2 separate regions of the Pan troglodytes genome follow, and region 1 is linked to region 2. A link is a contact called in public Hi-C data. All regions are on one chromosome and are shown on one strand. Each heading gives the region's core, a stretch centred on a gene start, on an enhancer-like site or on the middle of the called end of the contact. The rest is flanking DNA. Distances are from core to core; before and after follow the strand shown. Region 1 holds the start of LRSAM1 (leucine rich repeat and sterile alpha motif containing 1). Region 2 overlaps LRSAM1 (leucine rich repeat and sterile alpha motif containing 1).

Region 1 (5,106 bases), core at 1,912-4,411, 38 kb before region 2:
TGCCGCATCTGTCGAGCAATGTTGACGATCTCATCAAAAGTGATATTCCCACTGTGTTTAACTGCAGAAGAGGAAACAGCAAAAGCTCTTTTAAAGTCTGAAGCCAAAGCAGATCATGTGTCCTTCATTTTGTTTCTAGGCTGTTCCCATGCTTTCGGCACAGAGTCGTCCACATGAAGAACAACCCTGTTTCCTAAGCTGGGGTTTACTATCAGCTCACCACTGGATTGCACCAGCCAACAGAGACGTGGTCAGGTGCAGTGGCGGGTGGCTGAGGGCAAAACCAAGCCTTCACAAATCTGACATGGCAGAAACTGTTTTAGAGAAATGACAAGCTTAAATTGCCAGGGAGTTAAACTGCCCAGTACCTGCCAGCTGTATGTGGTCTCCTGATTAGAGGTCATTATTGCTGACACCTTCCTCCCACATGCACCGATTGGGGCCTGCCCCACACAGGGACTACATGGCACTTTTTTTTTTTTTTTTTTTTTTGAGACGGAGTCTCACTGTCACCCAGGCTGGAGTGCAGTGGCACAATCTTGGCTCACTGCTACAACCTCCACCTCCTGGGTTGGAGTGATTCTCCTGCCTCAGCCGTCTGAGTAGCCAGGACTACAGGCGAGCACCACCAGGCTAATTTTGTATTTTTTGGTGGAGATGGGGTTTCACCATGTTGGCCAGGCTGGTCTCGAACTCCTGATCTCAATTGATCCACCCGCCTCAGCCTCCCAGAGTGCTGGGATTACAGGTGTGAGCCACCCAGCATACATGGCACTTTTTGATACTACCTGGCTCTAGCAGCCCTAACCATATCAACACCCAATACCCATGTCAACCCCAGGTTTCCTTTAAGGGAAAACACAGCCACATATATCAAACATCTCACAAACCATTACCAAAACCAAACTAGGGAAAAGACAACTCACTGTTTTTTTGTTTCTTTCTGTCTCTTGGTGGTTCCTTGAGGGCTTTGATGATCAGGGCAGAGGCAGAAGGCACCACCTCAATCTGCAGAAGAGATTCTTGAGTGAATACTCCACCTCCAGTGAATACTGCCATGCACGCTGGCTCTCAAAAATCATGGCCACACACTGTCCAAGTCTTTGCCCTAGGTCCGTACTCTTGACAAAGCCTCCCCAACAAGGTAAAATCACTCTCTGCTCACCACTGGTGGCATAAATACTCTTCAGGAATCCCAGAGGGTTGCTACCTCTGTCCCCCCACCCTCCTCTCCCGAAACCAAGCACAAGCAAATACCTGGGCCTGTCTGTTCTGAATGGTCAGTTTCACTGTAATCCTCAGGCCCTTCCAGTCACCCGTTGCCTTGGCAATGTCATCACCAACCTTTTTTGGAGACTAGAAATAAAGGCATGTAATCAACATGGTGTCCAGAGGTGAACCACAGCCTTGAAACCTGCCCACCACTTCTCACTTGGCAACAAAGGAAGCTATCTCAAGTACCTAAGGGCACCTTCTCAATCAGAGCACAGCTATCACCATAGCATAAATTGGGGGTTGGGGTTATCTTGTCCAGAACTGTAAACTGCAGACTTGGCCACAATGTAACCTAGACCCCCTCCTAAGTGCCCATGTGCTTAAGGAGGGGGATTTTCAGCCCTGCTGACATTAGAATCACCTAAGGAGCTTTCAAAATACTAGGCTCCCATGTCAGACCACCCACGTCCATCTTCCTGGATGGAGGTCTGATTATTTGCTACTCTGAAGTTCTCCTCCTCTAGTAATCCTTAGCCTCAACAGGAGGCTAAGTGTCCCTTAAGTGCCAGCTAACGGCCAAGGAAGAATAGTTAAGATACACGTTAAAAAAGACCAATGGGGAAGAGCATTTGGGGCAGGGGAGCATTGTGCAAGGATTAAATAAAGGCCTAATGAAATTCAGAGAAATCCAAGAGGCCAGAATGACGGGGAAGCCAGCAGTTGCTCAGCAGGCATGAGACACAGCCTGCCACATTAACTGCTAGGTTTACATCTACAACACAGCTGGAAACGCTCGCTGGATCTTCACCCACACCCCGTTTAATCTTACCAACAACGCCATGCCCACTTCCTGACGAGGAAATACAGATGTTGGCTGCCCAATGTCTCTAAGCCAGTCCTAACTTCAAAACTCCCCCTTGGGCCCACCCCTCAGGTACACCAAAGCAGCAGTGGAGACACATGGAGCTAATTACAATTTAAAGACAGCGGGTTCGATTTTTCACACACGACCTTCCTAAGGTACCTAGTACTAGTTCAGTGGCTCAGGCCTACTGAGGGTGACAGTCCAAGCCACGAGGGCACCTCTGGCACAGGCGTGACTCCACGAGCCGGCGCTTAAAGTGAAACAAATGTGAAAAAAATGCCCCTTGGAGGGGATAACGTACCAGACCCAGGGGGCCGATCTTGGGGGCCAGGGCAGAAGTGGCACCGACTTCACCTCCGGTGCACCTCAGGTATACTGGGGGAAAAGAAGAGTTAGTGTCTCTGCAGAGGGAGCCCCGAGCCACAGCCCTCTCAGCGTCTTTCCGGGGTTGGACACGCCACCCTCTGCCTGTTCTCGAAACAGCACAGAGCGCGAGGCGGGCCACCCGCTCCTCCCTCGGGTGTGGGCAGCTCCGAAACTCACACCGGGGAGGCGTGGAGAGAGCCCCGTCGCCCGCGAACCCAGGCCAGTGGGGCGAAACGCCCGGAGACAAGCCTTACCCTAGGGCGTGCGGGCTCCCAAGCCGCCACAGGTGGTCCAGTCCTCCCTCCCCACCTACACGTGAAGAAGCTAAGGCCCAGAAAGGCTGAGGCTTGGCCGGGGCGGCGCAACACCGGGAAGGTCTCTGGGAGGCAGCGGCTTTAAGAGCCCCATACGGGAAAAGCTTTGCACGCGCGGCGGGGCCGAGGGATGCTCCATCCCGCAGCCCCGGCCACAACTAGAGCACGCACCGACTTTGATCTCGTTGGGGTCGAACTTCGGCGGCATGGTGGAGGCGGCTGGTGTCGGATGAACCCGGATTCGGGACGACCGAAGAAAGTTGCACCTTGGCCTCCTCCGAGCCGAAAGCCGAGAGGCCGGAAATCGCGCGGACAAGCCAGATATAGGCAGGAAAACGCGGCCATCGCGAGAACTGTCGTCACTGCCCGGCCTTCCAGAGACGCCCTTGTCGCCATGTTTGTTGTGGGCAGGCGCCTGAGGCTGACGGCTGGCAAGCAGGGCACTGCGGTGCGCTGAAGCTAGAGATTCCGAAAGGGGGTTCGGGTAGTTCGCTCCGGAGAAGTCTGAGAAGAGGGGTTGCTCCGGTGATCCCAGGCCTAGCTGTTTCCCATATTCCTTTATCGTGAGTGTCACCCCGGTCCCCGTCACCCAATCCCAGAGCCCCGCCCCTCCCCTGAGGGGTCCGTAGTCCCATTCCGAGACCCCAGTACCGCGGCGACCCCTGCTCCCTCGAGCACTTGTTGTGTGCACTTTAGTTATCAAAACAGTCTATGTGGAAATCCAGTCCCGCTCTTCATTCGGAGAGTCCGCGATTCCTAGAGCCTCAGACTTCGTCATCCCGGTCTGCGTGACTTTATGAGATTCTGAGTTTCTGTTCCCAGCACCTGCCTTTGAAGGAGACCAGACTCCGGCTCCGCCGGGCCCGTGCCGAGTGGTCTGCGGCCCCGAGTCCGTGACCAAGCCCTCCGAGTGATCGGCCTGCCCCCGGGTGCACCCGCGGGTCCCAACGTGGGGGACCCCTCCATCTGCAAAGCCAGGTCAGCCACTGCAGACCCCATCCCAGGAAATATGGGTGTGGCCCTCCCCCCGCATCTAGGCTGGACGTCGGAGAGGGAGGGACAGGCATGTGGGGCAGCCTGGAAAGAACTGATCTTCGGGGAGGGGTGGGAGAGCGATGGTGGTTGGGAGGAAGTGGGGAGGGCTGCACATCAGGAAGGGGGTGCAAGAGGGTTAGTGATTGGGGAGCAGAAGGGTAAGTGCTGGTCATCAGGGACGGATGGGGGAGGGCTGTTTTCAAACCATTCCCCATCCTTGCAGGCAGGTGGGGTGACAAGAGGGCCTGAACTGGCTCTGCAGGCCTGGCTGCCTCCCCAGACAGCCCCGCCCCCGTGGGTGCAGAGCTGCCATCTTTGCCCATCCCTCTGAGGACTGGGTCTTCTTCAACTGCATCTCCTCCCATGACTATCTTCTCCCTAGCTCCTCTAGCGGGCCCTGAATCAATGTTGCTTGCATGTGGGTTGCTTTGTGGCTAACATTTATTGAGCGCTCATGTGCCAGGTACTGTACTATGGGCTTGACATACATGAAGTCGCTGGATCCTCACAGAAGCCAGTGTTGGTAGCATGGTTACTCACACTTTACAGATGAGGAAACTGAGGCTCTGAGAGGTGAACCAAGGTGACCTCTGCAGTTGTGGGTGGCAGATTTCGGATTCAAACCCAGTTCTCTTTTCATCCCAAAGCCTGTGCTGCTCACCATGCACTTCCCTGGGTGATTGCCTCCTGGCTCATGGCCATCCCTTATCCAGCTCTGGTATTTACAGACACTGTGCAGGCCCTGGGCAGGCAGTGAGCACCTGGCTCTGAGTTCAGGACAGTGTACTTCGTGTGTGCCAAGTTATGTGAGCACCAAGCAGTCGGGCAAATCCCGCAGGTCAGGACTTGAGAGACCACGGTTCCAGGCTGCAATCCAGGCTGTACAGCCAGGCCACTGAACTTAATAAGCATCTACTTCTTCACTTTATTTATTTATTTATTATTATTTTCTGAGACAGAGACTCCCTCTGTCACCCAGGCTGGAGTGCAGTGGCATGATCTTGGCTCACTGCAACCTCCGCCACCTGGGTTCAAGCGATTCTCGTTCCTCAGCCTTCCAAGTGGCTGGGACTACAGGCGCATATCACCACGCCCAGCTACTTTGTGTATTTTTAGTAGAGATGGGGTTTCACCATGTTACCCAGGCTGGTCTCGAACTCCTGGGCTCAAGTGACCCACCTGTCTTAGCCTCCCAAGGTGCTGGGATTACAGGCATGAGCCACAACACCCGGCGTGTTTCTTCACTTTAAAAAGGGTTATGGTGAAAACAAAATGGAATAATAACTGAGGGTGGTAAGCTGAGAATTGCTT
Region 2 (5,423 bases), core at 863-3,362:
CTCCACACGGAGCCCTTCCTAGACAGCATGTGGGACCACAGAGGTTTGTGACCATAGAAGTGTACAAGTGATCAGGGTGAGGGGTGGAGAGAGGCTGAGGGGGGGCCCGGGGGATGGTCTTCTGGTCACTAAAATCCACAGAAGCACCTCCACCTGCTCTCTGGCAGGCTCCTACCCCCATCCTGTGTAGGAGGCTCCATTGGAAGGACTTAAGTGGCAGGAGGTGATGGTGACCACACCATGGAGGTCAGGGCACAGAGGACGCTGTGGGACCTCTGGCCTCTTCTCATGTCCAGACCTGCTGTGCTGCTATCTGCTCTTCCATCTCTGCGGTGCTCAGGAGGTGCCTGGCAGGGCTCTTGAGTGGATGAAACGAAGGGCCCCTGTGACCTCCTCCCCTTCGGTGTCCATATTACTCTGTTTAGCGTTTTTGTTTTCTTTTTTTGAGATGGAGTTTCCCTCTTGTTGCCCAGTTTGGAGTGCAGTGGTGCAATCTCGGCTCACTGCAACCTCTGTCTCCCAGGTTCAACTGATTCTCCTGCCTCAGCCTCCCAAGTAGCTAGGATTACAGGCACCCACCAACACGCCCAACTAATTTTTGTATTTTTAGTAGAGATGGGGTTTTGCCACGTTGGCCAGGCTGGTCTCGAACTCCTGACCTCAGCTGATCCACCCACCTCGGCCTCCCAAAGCGCTGGATTTACAGGCATCAGACACCGTGCCCGGCCTGTTTAGCTTTTTATTTTCCTTTTTTTCTTTTCTTTTTTTTTAAGACAAGGTCTTGCTCTGTTGCCCAGGATGAGTGAAGTGATGTGATGATCACAGTTCACTGCAGCCTCAAACTCCTGAGCTCAAACGATCCTCCCACCTTTGCCTCCTGAGTAGCGGAGACTATAGGGCCACCATGCCCAGCTAATTTTTTTTATTTTTTGTAGAGACACAGTTTCCCTATGTTGTCCAGGCTGGTCTCAAACTCCTGGGCTCAAGCAATCCTCCTGCCTCGGCCTCCCAGAGTGCTGGGATTACAGACATGAGCCACCGGCCTGTTCAGCTCTTTCCTGCAGCCCCGTGGGAGTCTTGCCGCTGCCTCCCTTCTTCTCTCGCCTTTCTCCCCTGTCCTCTGCGTGTTTGTCATCCCACCCTGCTCCTTTCTCCCTAATTTCAATCTCTGTTCTAAAATGGTTTGATTTAGTATCTGTGGAGCTTGTCTGAGGAAAATTCTCCATTTCTCAGAGGAGGCATCTGCCTTGTGGTTAAGTGGGGCTCGGGAGCTGGATAGGCTTGGTGTGTGTCCCAGCGCCGCTGATTCATGCCTCTGAGTGTCACTCCCCATCTGCGAAGTGGGGCAGTAAAAGCACCCCCACGGTCCACTGTGGTGGAAACTCAGGGTGTGATGCCGGAAGTGCATCAAGTAGAGGCTGCCCGAAGTGAGCCCCTAGTATCATCTTAAGGTTTACACAAGTGAGGTGAAATCTTCTCCCTCTCTCAGAAAAAAAACCCATCCATTAAGGTGCTTTGTACACAGCTTTTGCTTTTCACAGGGATGGGGCTGCAGGGAAAAGTGTGGGCACGGCTCCTGCTGAGGGCTGGTGGTCTGTGTTGCAGAGCGCGATGCAGAAGGCTGCGTTCGAGGCACTCCAGGTGAAGAAAGACCTGATGCATCGGCAGATCAGGGGCCAGGTGAGCGCTGGGGCTGGGGTCCCTGGACCTGCTCTCTCAGAGACTTGCAGAGTGGCCCTCCAGGGCGGCAGGTCGCAGCAGTTGAGGTTTGAACCCCGGCTCCTTGGCTTGCTAGCCCAGCAAGAGGTCGAGGCCTTGCCCTCAGAACCTCCCTTTGCTCCCAGCCTTGTGTCGGGGCTGCTGGGAGGGTGTCTAGAGACCTCCTATTCCGGGGTCTGGCGAGGGTCTTGCCAGCGAGGCGGGTCTCCACCACGCCTGGGCCAGGGAGGCCGGTGCTGATGTGTGGCTTTGACTGCTCCAGCTGCCTCTGCTGTCCCTGCTCCAGGCAGGACTTCCCCACTGGGAAAAGCAGCCGGCGCAGGCCCCAGCGCTCCTACAGCTCAGACAGACAGAGGCGTCTCGGGGGCATATAGTATTTCCCCCAGAAGAGGGCAGGGGGAGCTGTGAGCCACCGTGGTCCTGACGCCTGCTGAAAAGTGACCTCAGCCCAGGAGGAGGCGGTCCTCCTCATAGACCCTCCCTCATGTGACAAGATACCCCCCACCCCCCGCAGGCCGGCTGCTGACCTTCAAGCTATCCTTGGGCAAGCCCACCTACATGGCTTGGTGGTCACCGCCTGTGGCGTGGGGCTGGGGCTGGGGCTGAAGTGAGCGTCAGGCTATGGGAGTACTCCTGCATCATGTTCAGCACACTGAATTTTGCATTTTTGCATGGTTTTTTTCTTTCTTTCTCTATTTTTCTTTCTTTCTTTCTTTCTTTTTTTGGACCAATTTACCTTTTTAATTTCCCTCTTTAATTTCAATTCCACATTGCCGGACATGAAGCTCATTCCTCTGACCAGGGGTTGGTGGTGTCATAGGGACTTAGGGATGAGGGTCACAGGGTCATGGGCACAGGATAGAGAAGTACTGGCTATGGGGTCTGACCCCCACCCCTGCCCAGGGCTAAAATCCCCTAGACACACCCTGGAGAGTATGCGAGGGCCCCCAACATTCTCACTGCAGATGGTTTTGACCAGGTCAGCTGTTGCCCTTAAACCCTGAGCTGAGGCATCCCAGAGAAAGGGATCTCTCCCTTACCTGCTCTGTGTCCTTGGGCAAGTGACAACCTCTCTGAGCCTCAGTTTTCTTGTCTATAAAATGGAGGCAATAATACCTCCTAGCAGCCAGAGAATTGATGAAATATGATACATCAAGTGTGCAGCACAGGCCTAGCACATAGTAGGTGCTCAAGACATACCAGCTACTACTACCACTGTTACTCAGTCACTTCCACTACCCTCTGCTCTCCCCTGCAACAGCGATGCGAGGGACAAGAGAACTTGACCAGCAGGAGGCTGGGTGATAGCTCTGTCTGTGCTTTACTCTGGCCTGAATCCCCAAGGAAAGCCCCCTCTCCATTGCACAAGCCTTTATCCCGATCCCACTCTAGGACAGATCCTGTGCTGGCCTCTTGGTAAACAATTTTGGCCACAACAAGCACGTCCATGACCCCAGGAACGCGAGGCCATGAAGGAACGAATTCTTGTTCAAGCCCCTTGACGAGGTTCCCAGGCCCGCAGGTTCCCCTCATTCCAGAGCCTCCCCAGCCTCCCCAGAAAGGCTTCTTAGACCCACTTGGTCACCAGAGAGTAGCAGCACAAAACTGAACTGTGGTTAATGTGAGTAAAAAAAAACCCTGTCTCGTCTTCTGTTTAGATTAAGTTAATAGAAACTGAGTTATTGCAGCTGACACAGCTGGAGTTAAAGAGGAAGTCCCTGGACACAGAGTCACTCCAGGTATGTAGGGCTCCCTGCCCCTGCCCTCCTTCACGTGGGGAGACCCCCACCTGGTGCTCCCTCCCAGCCTCTGGCAGCTGCTCACCAGCCCCTGGGAGTCAAGGGCTCCCCCAGCAGACAGAGGGCAGAGCTCCTCTGTGGCTGTGACACCAGAGGACACCCCCAGCCCCAGAAGGCCCAGTGCAGGCCAAGGTTAGAGGTGGTCAGCCTCTTGCGAGGCAGGAGGGTCAGAGGAAGGAGGGTTTCATTGCCAAGGCTCCCCCGCTCATCTCCATCACTGTGTCTCCTGTGCTGGGTGCGGGCCCGCCGCTGAGCTCCTGTCTCTCTCTGTAGGCCGTGCTTTAGGCCCCCAGGCACACATCCTCCAGGGCTGGAGCTTTTGGGTGTCCCGGGTTGTCTGGAGGAGAGGGCCCAGCCGCATCTGTGTAACTCCCTGCAGGCAGCATCTCTGGGGCTCCAGCCCGGGAGTCCTGCGCACACAGATGAGAGGGCAGCAGGGACTGGCAGCTGGCGTCCTGGACTGGATGCCTGGGAGCCGGGTGTGGCCCAGCACAGCCCTGCTGTGCAACTTTGTCAGGTGGGGGAGGAGAGGCAGCCCTTTCCCCTCTCTGAACCTCAGCCTCTCCAGCTGCAGACGGAGGGCTGGATGGGATGGTGTGTGAGGACATGTGCCTGTGCCAGGAGTTTGAGCAGAGCCTTTGGTCTGTCACTGTCCCTGTGTCTGTTCTCAGTGGAGAAGTCTCAAGCCATCCCATGCACTCCTCAGTGCAGTGAAGGGTCTGGGATCTGGATCCCTGGTCTCAGGTGCACCGCAGGTGTGCTGTGTGCCCTTAGACAGGCCTCTGCCCCTCCAGGCCTTCTTCCCCTACTCCATAAGATGGCAGCGGTCCTCCAGGCACAGCCTGTGCCATCAGGCCATCGGAGAAGGCTGAGCTAGCAAGGGAAAGCCCTTTGTGAGCCTTGAAATGATCTCCAGAGATGAGGGGACTGGGACTGCTCTCAGAGAAGCTGCGGTCATCATGCCTGGCGGGTGCCCTAGTCCCTGCCCACAAGTGTGGCAGGGCTCTGGCTGTTGGGACCCCCATGGGTTTTCCAAGAGCAGGCGCAGGAGTGAAGCAGGGACCCCAGGCTCTGGTTTGCACGCACCTCCATTTGTGTGGGGCCCCACACTGCTCCCCGCCATTTGCTTCTGCCCATGTGCTCTGTTGTCTGGGAGACCAAAGGCAGGCACCTGTGGCTTGTCATTTCTTTTGTTTGATGTTTCTTACCATCCCATTGTCATCAGTCACCAGGATCCCATGCCTGACTTAACCCCACAAGGAAGAGAGATGCGGGCTTAGGGTAAGGGGGCAGAAGGGCCTCTTAGCTTTGTCCCCCAACGCAGCCTGGAGGCACTGGGCAGAGAACTGAGTGAGCGGGAGGCCAGGCCCTTCTCCATCCTGCCACCGCGGGACTCCTGCGCTGCCGCCAGCTCACGGTGGTGTGGGGTGTGCTCTTGTTCGCAGGAGATGATCTCGGAGCAGCGCTGGGCCCTCAGCTCCCTGCTCCAGCAGCTGCTCAAAGAGAAGCAGCAGCGAGAGGAAGAGCTTCGGGAAATCCTGGTATGTGTTTGGCTTCTGTGCTCAGCATCACACAGGCATTTGCTTTTCTTTAACAGACTTGCCATTTTTAGAAACACCTGTTATTCAAGTAAGAGTTATTCATCAAAGAAAAACTAGAAAGTACAAAGGAAAATAATTGCATTTCCAAGCGTTATCTCCTGCCGTTTTTTATTTGTTTGTTTGTTTGAGACAGGGTCTCACTCTGTCGCCCAGGCTGGAGTGCAGTGGCGCAATCTCAGCTCACTGCAGCCTTGACTTCCTGGGCTCAAGCGATCCTCCCACCTCAGCTTCCCGAGTAGCTGGGACTACAGGCATGTGCCACCATGCCTGGCAAATTTTTTTATTTTTTGTAGAGATGGGGTTT

The links. A called contact is a pair of places that touch in the nucleus more often than the background predicts.
Region 1: a Hi-C map of induced pluripotent stem cells shows a contact between it and region 2, with 1.6 times the contacts expected there. The contact joins the promoter of LRSAM1 here to the enhancer-like site in region 2. A contact is called at or near these places in 2 of 7 Hi-C or Micro-C datasets (induced pluripotent stem cells and stem cell-derived neural progenitor cells).

The regions. Positions count from the first base shown.
Region 1 is chr11:11,001,252-11,006,357 of NHGRI_mPanTro3-v2.0_pri, reverse strand. It overlaps LRSAM1 (leucine rich repeat and sterile alpha motif containing 1), which reads left to right and starts at 3,161. Exons shown (of 26, transcript XM_001149463.6): 1 at 3,161-3,323; 2 at 3,583-3,738. It overlaps RPL12 (ribosomal protein L12), which reads right to left and starts at 3,083. Exons shown (of 7, transcript NM_001251929.1): 1 at 2,932-3,083; 2 at 2,382-2,455; 3 at 1,258-1,356; 4 at 927-1,008; 5 at 1-61. The coding sequence starts at 2,968. LOC112204468 (small nucleolar RNA SNORA65) reads right to left here and starts at 268; the gene lies at 139-268.
Region 2 is chr11:10,961,675-10,967,097 of NHGRI_mPanTro3-v2.0_pri, reverse strand. LRSAM1 (leucine rich repeat and sterile alpha motif containing 1) reads left to right here. Exons shown (of 26, transcript XM_001149463.6): 19 at 1,606-1,680; 20 at 3,378-3,458; 21 at 4,964-5,059. Among named protein-coding and RNA genes, the nearest start is that of LRSAM1, 39 kb to the left of the region's middle. Within about 2 kb of position 2,112, at least 3 of the 24 cell types and tissues checked have an H3K27ac peak or open chromatin away from gene starts, as enhancers often do. A contact at or near this core is called in induced pluripotent stem cells, where this site is marked.